2 separate regions of the Oryctolagus cuniculus genome follow, and region 2 is linked to region 1. The links are chromatin contacts, called in public Hi-C maps. All regions are on one chromosome and are shown on one strand. The core of a region is the stretch at or near the end of the contact, and the rest is flanking DNA. Distances in the headings are between cores, read along the strand shown.

Region 1 (6,121 bases), core at 1,920-4,419:
GTCTCCAGGAAGCCAGACCTGGCCCTGTCAGTGTCCTGTGTGTGTGTGTGGGGTCTCTAGGGAGCCAGCCTGGCCGTGTCAGTGTCCTGGGGGTCTCCAGGGAACCAGCCTGGCCCTGTCAGAGTCCTGGGGGTCTCCGGGGAGCCAGCACTGGCCTGCGACTTGGGGCACAGTCATTGACCTCAGACCCAGCAGGCCTGCAGGCAAGTCCTAATTCCTGCAACTCCCCAGCCGTGGGACTCCCCAGCCGCGCGACTCCCATGTCCATTACTCTTGTCCATGTACAAAAAAATGTTCACCCTCTTCCACCTGTCTCACTGGGTGGCTGAGAAAACTGATAACAAACCACACAGGGGCCTTTTCAGCTCTGAAATGGCATAAAGTGTCAGTGATTCTCATTACTTCCTCTGTACATTTCCCTTATTTCAGGTACAGCTCCAAATTTCCTTAAAATGTTGAGCAGCTCTTGTGGCACAATGACTGAAGCTTGGGAGGCCCACGTTCCATAGGAGAGTGCTGGTTCAAGTCCTGACTACCCCGCTGCTGAGCCCGCTTCCTGCCAATGTGCACCCCGGGGAGGGGTTGGGGGTGGGCTCATGGCTCCTGCCTTTGGCCTGCTCAGCCCTGCTGTTATAGGCATTTGGGAAGTGAACCAGCCAATGGAAGACACCTCTCTCTGTGTGTGTCTCTCTCCTTAAAACTCCCCTGCATGTCTTTTAGGCCCTTAGTACATTTTTATCGTATGAGTATACTTGACTTTGAACTTTGGAGGAGGTAGGACTGAGACCCTTGGCAATGTCCCACTGCCTCCGGAGTGAGCTGAGCGAGTGGCAGAGGCTGTTGGCCCTCTGAGAGCACCCACACCAGGAAAAGGGTGCCCGTAGGCAAGCAGTGAGTCACGCGCACTGGCCCCGTGAGTCAGTGGCCTGCCCAAGCCTGCCCAAGCCTCCAGTGCCGGCAGCCCTCGGCCTCCACTCAGGGCCTTGGTGGATCAGCGTGGTGCGGCCTCTCAGTGGCAGGAGAGGACTGACAGATGTGAGCTTGGCATAAGGGACCCTGTGCAGGCTGTGATGGTTGCAGGGGGGCTCGTGCTCGCGGGAGTACCTCACCCCTCTTCTAAGACGTTTCCGGGAAGATCCCCCTTGAGCAGAGGGTCGGACTGGACGACACATCAGGGCCTTTCAACCTTAAGAACCTGAGCTACTTTGTCTTACAACGAATCTGCACTCCCAATCTCCACTCAGCAGCCATGTGGCCTCGGAGATGTTGATTGCCTTTCTTAGCCTCAGTTTCCTCTGCTGCAAAATGGGCCTATGCAGATTTATGTTACCTGTCTCACAAAGGTGGTTATGAGGATTGACAATGATTCCTGTAAAACCATAAATGCTGCTTTTGCTCCTTTTCCAGTACCCTGTGACAGCCCCCTCTAGTCCCCCGCCGTCCCAGGGTGACCAGGTGAATGTCTACACTGGCTGTCCCATGGGTCAGAGCAAAGGGGCCAGCTGTCAGGTGTCACTGGCCATGCCCTGAATGTGGTTACCCCTTTACACTTTTTGTCCTCTCTGTCCCTCTGTCTCCACCCTTCCTGGAGCCTAGACAGGGAGTGTACACAGGGAAGAGGTGTTTGATCGATCCTGGCTTCTAAGAACAGACGGTGCTTTTCCAAGTGGAGAACAGAGACCCACGAGAGCAAAGGGGGTGTGGCCACACGTCTCGTGCCCCTGGGCTCGGCTGCCCGTCCTCCTCCATGACAGGAGAGGAGGCCTGGTGAGACGCTGCACACAGCTTCTTCCTGGGCGAGAAGCAGTTGTGGGGCTCACTGCTGCCAGCTCTCTGGGTGCTGTGACTCTGCCCATGAACCTGGCTGTGCCCCAGGATCACCCGGGGTTTGTTCTGGGTTTTGATTGAAGTCAGATTTCCTGCCCCCACCCTTCACGGGCGCTGATTCAGTGCGTGTGGGGTGGGGCTCCCAGCACCGGGACCATCTGCTCTCATAAATGTGGGGGTACAAACAGTGTCACATCATCACTGTTTTTCCACTTCCACTCTGCACGTGTCTTGCTGCAGGAAGCCCAGCATCCTCCCACCTGGCTGGAGTTTCCTGAGAACATTCCGGAACGTGAAGGTGCCGCCACGGGCAGCCCAGCTTCCGTTCCCGCAGGGGAGGGAGTGAAAGATGAGCAGCCCACCACTTTTCCTTGCTGTACCTCACTTTCCCCATCTGTGAAATGGGAGTAAAAATAGTTAGCACCTCAGCCCATGGTGAAGGCTAAGAAGCATGGAGAACATAACAGCCCATAGTATGTGCTCAGTGAAACACGGCCGTCACGAAGAAGGCAGCAAGGCCCAGGGGTTAGGGGTGCGGCCTTGGAGTCAGACTGCTTGGGTTTACAGCCTGGCAACCGCTCTCTGACTGTGGCATCCCATGCCTCAATTTCCTTTTCTGAGCAATGGGTGTGATCGCGACTTTCTCACACAACTGCTGGTTGTATGTTATTAAATGAGTAAGTATAAGGTTTTCTGATCAATGAACAAGTCATACCAAAGGAAGATTAGTCGCTGTGGTTACCTTCTCCTGCCTCCTGGTGTCACTGTTGGACACGGGTCCGACACCTGCCAGTTGATCTCTGCAGCCTCTCAGGTCAGCTGTGGCCCTTGGAGAAGAGACCACCGCCCCCTTTGCAAAGCTGGGCTAAAAGAACTTCCCCCCTAGGGCTTCTAATACAGCAGTTCTCCTCCACACCCTCCCGCAGGACACCAGCTGGCTCTGGAAGGCCAAGTCAGCCCGAGCGCCAGCCCCACGGCTCCCGGAGCCACAGCCCTTCCCTGCCACACGTCCACGCTGGGGTCTGCAACTTTTCTGGCCACCTGGGAACCTGAAGAGTGTGTGTAGATCGTTTTCCTCTGACAGGGAGCCTCTTCATTTTGTTTTAAATTTTATTTATTTTCATTTTCTTTAGAAGGCAGACACACAAAGACAGCCAGAAATCAAGCTTCCATCCATAGGTTCTCTCACCAAACGCCTGCAACCCTGGAGGCTGAGGCCCGCCAAAGTCAGGAGCCGGGAACTTCTCTGGGTCTCCTGTAGTGGGGTGACAGGGACCCAGGTACTGGAGCCATCCCCTGCTGCCGCCCGGGGTACTGCAGTAACACAGAGCGGGGTGATGGGACCCAGGTACTGGAGCCATCCCCTGCTGCCGCCCGGGGTACTGCAGTAACAGGGAGGAGCGGGGCGGTGGGACCCAGGTACTGGAGCCATCCCCTGCAGCCGCCCGGGGTACTGCAGTAACACGGAGCAGGGTGGTGGGACCCAGGTACTGGAGCCATCCCCTGCTGCTGCCCGGGGTACTGCAATAACAAGGGGCTGGACCTGGAAGCAGATCTGGGAGTCAGACCCAGGCACTCTGACATGAGATGCAGACGTCACCACTTAGCCACACACTCACCCTGAGGCTGTTCTATTTTTTTTTTTTTTTCCTAAAGATTTGTTTATTTGTTTGAAAGTCAAAGTCACAGAGGGAGAGAGAGAGAGGGAGAGGCAGAGAGGTCTTCAATCCATTGGTTCACTCCCCAATTGGCTGCAACGGCCAGAGCTGCACAGATCCGAAGCCAGGAGCCAGGAGCTTCCTCCGGGTCTCCCACACAGGTGCAGGGCCCAAGGACTTGGGCCATCCTCTGCTGCTTTTCTCAGGCCATTAGCAGGGAGCTGGATGAGAAGTGGAACAGCCGGACATGAACCCGTGCCCATATGAGATGCCGGCATCAGAGGTGGTGATTTTACCAGCTAGGTCACAGTGCTGGTCCCCAAAGCCATTCTTCCAAAGGAAATTATCATGGTAAATCCTGGAGTGCCCATACTTGACTCTGTTCAGAAAGTTGTCCCTTGTGACTCCATAATGGACATTCCGCCCAAGACTGCCGGGTGCCTAGACCTACATTTCTGTTGGAGCCACCGTGTGGGATTCCAAAACGGGCTTCAGCTTCCTTAGAGAAGGAGGGTGAACACCTGACATGCTAATCTCTGCTAAGAAACCATAGTATGAGCGATTTTTTAAATATCTCAGGCACGATTCTCACATGCAGTCAAAGCAGAGAATAGGGGGAGGGAAGACTGAGATGCGGCGTTCAGAAGCTCACCGCACAAGGGGGCGGCTGCACGGCTGTGTGGCTTCATCTGAGGCAGCCACCCTTCGGACCACCTCCCTCCTAGACAGCTGGAGCTAGAGCAGCGCTTACAGAGACCAGCCGGCGCCGTGGCTCTCATGCTCGGGGTACAGCCGGAGCACCTGGGTAGGGTGCTGACAGCGCAGAGTCTCAGGCTGCAAGTCCTGCCCAGTACCGCTTACTCCCAAGGTCTGGGGGTAGAGGAGCGGGGAGGAACCCCTAGTCCTGGGGATGGGTGGTTCAGTGAAGGAACCTGAGCAGAGGCTGTGGCCAAGGTGGGTGGTGCCCAGGCAGGGGTTAGGAGAAGCCAGGGTAGCCTCTCAGGGAGGATCAGGTGGGAGGCGGTCAGCATTCGAGACTGCAAGCAAACTGCAGTTCTCATAGCGTCTCAAAGTCAGACCTCAAATCCCTTGTCAAAGAGCATATGCAAGGTCTGGTTAGCTGTCAGGTGGTGTTTTCAGTCGGGAGAAAACATTGGCCCAAAGCAGGAATCCAGCATCAGAAGCCTCTGTGGGAGCGGAGGTAACCCCCTGGGAATGCGAGCTGGGAAGACAATTGCTGCCAGTGGTCGGTGCTCCGATGACCTCATGGCTCTTTCTGTCGCCGCAGGCCGGACACGCCCTTCCCCTCTGCCCACCTCCACCCACGGCCATATCAGACGGATGACCACATGAGTGCAGGGGAAAAGTGTTCCCTGCCGATAACACACATTCTCACGTGCAGCCGCCCCCTCCCAGCCTTGTCCCCCGAATGTCCCTTGTTGGCAATGAGGTCAGCCTGGAGCTCGCACGCTCTCTCCCTGGAGACCTGGGATTTTTTTTTTTTTTTTTTTTTTTTTGAAAAGTTGCATAAGAACAAATGACTGCTCAGGCCTTAAATTCTCTGTGTGAAACCTTTAGCTCTGATGGCTCAGGTCACATTTGTCCCTGGGCTCCCTGTGCGTGATTTTGTTTTTCTGAGCATTTTGTGTTTTGAGCTAGTGAGAGGTAAGAGATCATTTCCACTTCAGCTCAGAAGGCTCAGTGAGGCAGCCAGGCCGGCCGGGAGACAGGGAAGAATCGAATCCGGCTGGGCTCAGAGGCCGGCCCTCGGGGGTCTCTCCCACTCCTGCACCTGCCGAGGCGTCTCCTTCCACCCTAAGAGCTCTCAGCCCTTCAAAGCTGATGACATAGAATGAAAATTGTGCATCCTTAGTCCCAAGAAAATGCAGAGATCACCAAGCCAGCCCCTTGCCCGCATGCTCACGCCCTCCCCAGCCCGCACAGGCCTCCTACTTGGCTAAATATTTGGGAGCTGGGACAATAGCTTGACCGGCACGGTGGTGGGCAGTTACTGGAAAGTCATGTGATTGTCCAAATCAGACCGATTTGTCAAATACCATTCTCCTTTCACAGGTCGCCTCCCCCCCTGCACCCCCGATAAGATAGGGTCCCCAGAGCACAATAATCCTTTCCTGAGATACAATTCCGAGGCTCCAGAGAAAAGAAACAACAGGGAGGCTAATTTTGGCTTTTCTGAGACGAAAGAAAAGCACACAGGCGGGCTCCGTCCTGCTCAAGGAAGCCGGGGTGGGCCTTGTTTCGTGTCTCCAGGGTATCTGCTCAGATCACCCAGGGATTTGGAGAACAATGCCGGGGCTGTGAGGGGAAGATGGGAACAGAGTCCTGGCCCCGGCTGCGGTGCCAAGCCTGGCCTGGGCTCCGGAGGGAGCTCGAGAATGACAGCCCCCGGCTGTGGGCTTCGCGAGTCCTGCCGACTGCAAACGCCTCACCATTCCTCTGCAGCGAAAAGTGGTCATGAATTCAGATGCAGGGAGGCCCTGGTAGACCCAGCGGCGGCCCTGCCGCTCCTGGGGCTCTGTGAGCCCCCTGCAGTCCTGGGGAATGTTGGTGTGCAGCTGCACTTTGTTTTCTGCGGCAGGCTGTGGCTCCCCTCTGCTTCTCAAAGGGGTCAAAGG
Region 2 (6,121 bases), core at 2,037-4,536, 110 kb after region 1:
GCTTTGAGCCTCCTGGGCAGTGGCAGGCACTGCTGGTGGCAGTGCTAAGGTTTCAACTATTATATTGTGATTTCAGCTTTGGTAAATGTGAAAATTACCAGCTTGATAGCTAATGTTTAGGTTTCAAAGACCATCTTTAAAAATTGTTCATTGAAACCTCAAGCAGGTGGGCCAGCGCCGCGGCTCACTAGGCTAATCCTCCGCCTAGCGGCGCCAGCACACCGGGTTCTAGTCCTGGTCGGGGCGCCGGATTCTGTTCCGGTTGCCCCTCTTCCAGGCCAGCTCTCTGCTGTGGCCCGGGAGTGCAGTGGAGGATGGCCCAAGTGCTTGGGCCCTGCACCACATGGGAGACCAGGAGAAGCACCTGGTTCCCGGCTTCGGATCAGCGCGGTGCGCTGGCCGCAGCGCGCCGGCCGCGGCGGCCATTGGAGGGTGAACCAATGGCAAAGGAAGACCTTTTTCTCTGTCTCTCTCTCTCACTGTCTAACTCTGCCTGTCCAAAAAATAAAATAATAATAATAATAAAAAAGATTAAAAATAAATAAATAAAAAGAAATGTCAAGCAGGTTATAAGGATTTTGATTAATATTATTAGTTTAAAAGATACAGTCACTAATTGCATTAAAATGGTACAAAAGACATTTACATGCTATTCAGAAAAAAATCCTTAACTCTGAACTTAAAAATATAGGTTTTTGTTTTGTTTTAAAGATTTATTTATTTATTTATTTATTTGAGAGAGAGGGAGGGAGGGAGGGAGGGAGGGAGGTCTTCCATCCAATGGTTCACTCTCCAATTGGCCGCAATGGCCAGAGCTGCGCTGATCTGGAGCCAGGAGCTTCTTCCAGGTCTTCCCACATGGGTGCAGGGGCCCAAGGACTCGGGCCATCCCAGGCAATAGCAGAGGGCAGGATCGGAAGTGGAGCAGCCGGGTCTTGAGCTGGTGCCCGTATGGGATGCCCGCGCTGCAGGCCAGGGCGTTAACCTGCTGCACCACAGCACCGGCCCCCAAAAATACAGGTTTTAGTTTGGGGGAATGAGGCTTTCTTACAAATTTGTTTTTTTTACATCAGATGTTAACTGGAGGGGCTGGTGCTATGGCATAGCCGGTAGACATGCCATCTGTAGTGTGTGCACCTGATATGGGTGCCAGTTCGAGTCCCAGCTGCTCCTCTTTCAATCTGACTCCCTGGTAATGTGCCTGGCAAAGCAGTAGAAGATGGCCCAAATGCCTAGGGTCCTTGTAACCATGTGGGAGACCTGGAGCAAGCTCCTGGCTCCTGGCTTTGGATAGGACCGGCTCTGGCCGTTGTGGCCATTTGGGGAGTGAACCTGTGGATGGAAGACCTCTCTGCCTCTCCCTCTTTGTCTGTAACTCTGCCTTTCAAATAAATAAATGTATTGTGAAAAAAAGGATGTTACTGTTTTGTCAATCCCTACTGTATTAAATACTCATGCCCAGTTTCCTTTTTGCTATTTTAAAATGTTTTTATTCCATCTAAATGTGTTTTGTCTAAGTACCCATGCTCACCTCCAAAGGAAAAAAAAATGGAAGATGTTCATTTCTTAAGTCCAACAACGTGGAGAAATTTGACAGAGCTGTTAGTGGTGACCTTTGACCATCTTAAGATGATATTAAGTTTGCTCTATATCTTATACCTTTTTTGTTCTTTTTAAAAATACTGTCTTTTTTGGTTGTTAAAATAGGTAGTATCTTTCTTTCTTGTCTTTATATATTATATGGAACTATTCTTGCTGTCAACATAGATTTATCTCATTCTCTTTAATTCCATAAGTTATTTATGTGGTTTTCTATTGATATTCAGATGCAATACCGAATTTTTTTCCTGCTATCAATACTGTAGCTGTATACATGTTTTGTACATACATACTTACAAATAGATAAACTGTGGATTTTTTTTGTAATCTTTTTTTTTTTTAAACTTAGAAGTTATTTGGTAGAAAGGGTTCTCCCAATAGAAGGAAGACCTTTCTCTCTCTCTCTCTCTCTCTGTCTATAACTCTACCTGTCAAATTAAAAAAAAAAAAAAGAAAAAGAAAGGGTTCTCATCTATTGGTTCATTCCCTAAATGCCCAAGATAGTCAGGGCTGGGTCAAGGCTAAAGCCAGGAGCTAGGAACTCAATGCAGGTTTTCCAAGGGGGAGACAGGAACCCAAGTACTTACTGGAGCCATCACTCCTGCCTCCCTGGGTATGCATTAGCAGGAAGTTGGAGTTAGGAGCTCAAGGCAGGTATAGAACTCAGGTATTCTGATGCGGCATGCAGGTGTCCTAACTGCGAGGCCAAATACTCACCTCTTGTGGATTCTTGAAGTTGGGATTGTTGGATCAAACTATATGTAGGTTTTTAAAATTTAGATACTATCAGTTGATTTTTTTTCAAAAGATATTTTAGAATCACTCTTAGCAGCAATATATTAAGGTGCTCCTTGTTGGTGTGTACCAGTTTAATGGGCAAGGAAATGTTTTTTTCTTAATTTTATTCTTGAAATATACCGTTTTGTTAACTGCTAGGTTCATGTGCTCTTTAACTGCATTGTCCTTGCCTCCCTTGTTCCCTAACATTGTAAGATCCTTGAATGGGAGTTTCAGACAATTGGGAATTTGGAGTAATCTATATAAAGGGAACAGTAATATACCTGCCTTCCCCTTCCATGTTAGCATTTGTTTTGAGTTCACTGCATATTTTAGTTTTCTACTAAGACACATGATACAAGGCTGTTTTAAAAAGATAGCTTTTGAGGTAGACAGTGTGGTATAGTGGGTTAAGCCATTGCTTGGGAGCCCTTGTCCCGTATCAAAGTGCCTGAGATCAAGTCCATTCTCTGCTTCAGATCCAGATTCCTGTTTATACATTTCCTTGAGAGACAGCAGGTGATTGGTCAGGTTCTTGGGTTTCTACCACCCACCCTCATGGGAAACCTGGATCAAGTTTCTGGCTTCTGGCTTTGACCTAGCCCAATACTTCCCAAATACCTAACTAGGTATTCCAGCAGATGGAGAATCTATCACTGTGCCTTTCAAAGAAATAAGAACAAATAAACAAAAAGGGCAACTTTTTTCTATATCAGTATGTCCAGTGTTACTAAAAATCTTATATATAATTTTTCATCTTTAATCATTCTTGGATTACTTCGTGTAACTGCAGCTGCTGCATTTATAAGGCCTATTTAAATTGTTAGTCTTTTCCCTTACCGGTGTTGGAACGTCACCTGGTGGTGAGAGAGTGCAGCAGCAAGCTGTATTACAAAGGCAATGTTGGGTAGGTCACTTCGATGGTTGAAGTCTGTTGGAGGAATTATTCCATCTGTTTCATAGTGGAGAGGAAGTTGAGACTGAGATAGCTGAAGCAACTTGCATAATAGTTCATGTTGAAATAATTGTCATTTAAGGAAAAGATAAAGCTGAACCTTCAGTTCTGTGCTTTCTTTGTTTCGAGGGTGGAGGAGAGGAAAGTTGTGTATCCTACTGTACTTAATCAGGTAGTGAACCTGGCATATATGATTACTTAAAACGTCTAGATATGAGTTTGATAAAATAATTTAAAACTTGTTACTGCTTAGGCTGTTTTATGGGCTGATACCTTTCAACTGGGCCAAAATGTGGGGAGTGGGGGGAGGGGCTATAAATAAATCTAACCAACTGTAGGTGGGCAGAAGTGTACTTATTTAAAGAGCTTTCAAAATGACTACTTTTTCTTGCCTGGGGCAAAATAATTTAAGAGAGAGATCCAGTCAAATAGTCTGATAAAAGACCATGAAGTATTTTCAAAGTAACTTCAAGTTCAGACCCAAGGCTGGCCATGCATTGTAAAATGAGGAGTTTGTAACACTTTTGAAACTATTTTTTAAGCTTGAATATGGAGTTTTGAAAAATAACATACGGGAGAAAGATTTAAGGGGAAGTATAAAAGCTTTAAGATCAAAATAACTTGGATATTTGAAACAGCAAATCTCCATTCACAGAAGTAAATGTTCCAAGGGTGGGGAACTTCTGGCCCCAAAGGCTGTGGAAGGCCTGCAGCATCTTTGGGTCTGGCCTTGGCAAAGCAATTGCAGGTGGAACCTGAAATTCAATAAATCTAAAACAGGCTAGTTTTTAAGTTGATAATTGTGTATGGCCTGCAAATGATGTTATAAATATCCAAATGGCCCTTGGTAGAAAATAAAGTTCCCCGACCATAAGTGATACAAAATTTGGAGCATTTAGTGTTGTGGTTAAGGCACCTGCATCCCATATCAGAGTTCCTGGGATTGATTCCCAGCTCTGGCTCTTGAGGCAACCTTCCCACCAATATAGAGGCAACATGGTAATGGTGCAAATATAATTAGGTTCCTGCTACCCATGTGAGAGACCTGGATTGAGTTTCTGGCAGCTAGCTTGGGCCCTGGCCCAGCCATGGTCATTCTGAGTGTTTGGGGAGTGAGCTAATAGATAGGATCTCTCTTTCTGTTTCTCAAATAGATAACAATTAAGACATGCAAACTTCTATCATGCAGTATATACATGATAGTTATACATTTAAGTTTTTGAAAGATTTATTCATTTTAAACTCAGAGTTAACAGAGAGGAAGAGAGAGAGCAAGATCTTCCATCTGCTGTTTCCCTCCCCAAATGGCTGCAGTGGCTGGGGCTGGGCCAGGCTGAAGCCAGAAGCCTGGAGTTTTTTCTGGGTCTCCCCATGGGTGGCAGGGGCCCAAGCACTTGGGCCATCTAAAAGTGCTTTCCCAGGCTATTAGCAGGGATTTGTTGTCCAAATGTAGTCCCCCACTTTTTTTTTTTTTTAAACTAAGTACTGTACAGTTAGACAAAGAACCCCTTTTGTCTAATGATAAGTCTTACCGCTTAGATTGTCTCAGAATAAAAGGTTGATCTCCTTTTTTAAATGATACATAAAATAAAAGTGACAAAAATTATGCAAGAATGGCATAATATCCTTGTTCTTCGTATTAGTTCTAATACAGGTAATTGTATCATCTTTTCTAATTATAACTTATTTTGTTATAGCTACTACATTGTTTTGTAACATACAAAAAAGTATAATTGTACAAAGACTCCACTTTACAAATGTAAATACAGTCTTGGTTTGGTGTATATTGGATACAATGGTCTTCCTTAAGCCTAAACACAGAAACAAAAGCATGTATTATAAGAGAAAGTCCAAGATGGGAAGTGATAAAATGGGTATTGAGTAGAGCTTTGTTAAAATTTAGCTGGTATCCTCAGAAAATTTCCATGTATTCATTAAATTATATTATGTCATTCTTATTGTTAGGAGTGGACTTGAAGTTTTAAGTTTTGCCCTTGTAAAGAGGTGTCACAATTTGATTATTGTACTTGGAAAATGCAGATTTATTTTAATTATTTTAATATAAATAGTTGTATAGGTGTTAAAATGAGGTTATTCAATAAGCAGAGTTTGGAATTTGTATTTGGAAATATTTTTATTTCAGTTGTAAATGTAGACCTGTTTGATGGCTGGTTATCTTGGTTGCTCAGATGCTGATTTGAAAATAAAATAAAATACTGAGAATGCCAGCTACACTGATTATATTTTAGGATCTTTAAAGCACCCTTTGCTTGTATGGTCCTTCTAGATGGGTTTATCAAACCCTTAGTATTGATGGATATGATTAATTTTCAGAAAAAAAGTCTAGAACTACAAAAGAAAGTGGGGTGGGGTGGTTCCTTTTCACTCAGCAATGGAAGGTGTCCCCAGAGTCTTTGTGCATTGTTTTAATTTTTAAAACTCTAAGGTAGAAGCTGGCACTGTGGCGCAGTGGGTTAAGCCACTGTCTGCATATCAGCGCTGGTTTGAGTCCTGGCTGCTCCACTTCCTATCCAGCTCTCTGCTAATGTGCCTGGGAAAGCAGTGGAGAATGGCCCAAATCCCTGGACTCCTTTCTGCATCTGTGTGGGAGACCTGGATGAAGCTCCAGGCTCCTGCCTTTAGCCTGGCCATTGCTGCCATTTGGGGAATGAACCAGGAGATGGAAAGATCTCTCTCTCTCCTCTGTAACTCTGCCTTGCAAATAAATATATCTTAAGAAAAAAAAAACTTCAAAATATATGTGTGTTATACTTTTTTTTTTTTTTTTTT

Evidence for each region. A called contact is a pair of places that touch in the nucleus more often than the background predicts.
Region 2: a contact with region 1 is called in a Hi-C map of an unstated tissue, with 7 times the contacts expected there. The contact joins two enhancer-like sites. A contact is called at or near these places in 4 of 6 Hi-C or Micro-C datasets (ear pinna, embryonic fibroblasts, psoas muscle and 1 more).

The regions. Positions count from the first base shown.
Region 1 is chr4:84,868,037-84,874,157 of mOryCun1.1, forward strand. No RefSeq gene overlaps it. Among named protein-coding and RNA genes, the nearest start is that of TMEM44, 53 kb to the left of the region's middle. Within about 2 kb of position 3,170, at least 1 of the 8 cell types and tissues checked has an H3K27ac peak or open chromatin away from gene starts, as enhancers often do.
Region 2 is chr4:84,976,580-84,982,700 of mOryCun1.1, forward strand. The region is part of intron 2 of ATP13A3 (ATPase 13A3); the gene reads left to right. Among named protein-coding and RNA genes, the nearest start is that of ATP13A3, 19 kb to the left of the region's middle. Within about 2 kb of position 3,287, at least 1 of the 8 cell types and tissues checked has an H3K27ac peak or open chromatin away from gene starts, as enhancers often do.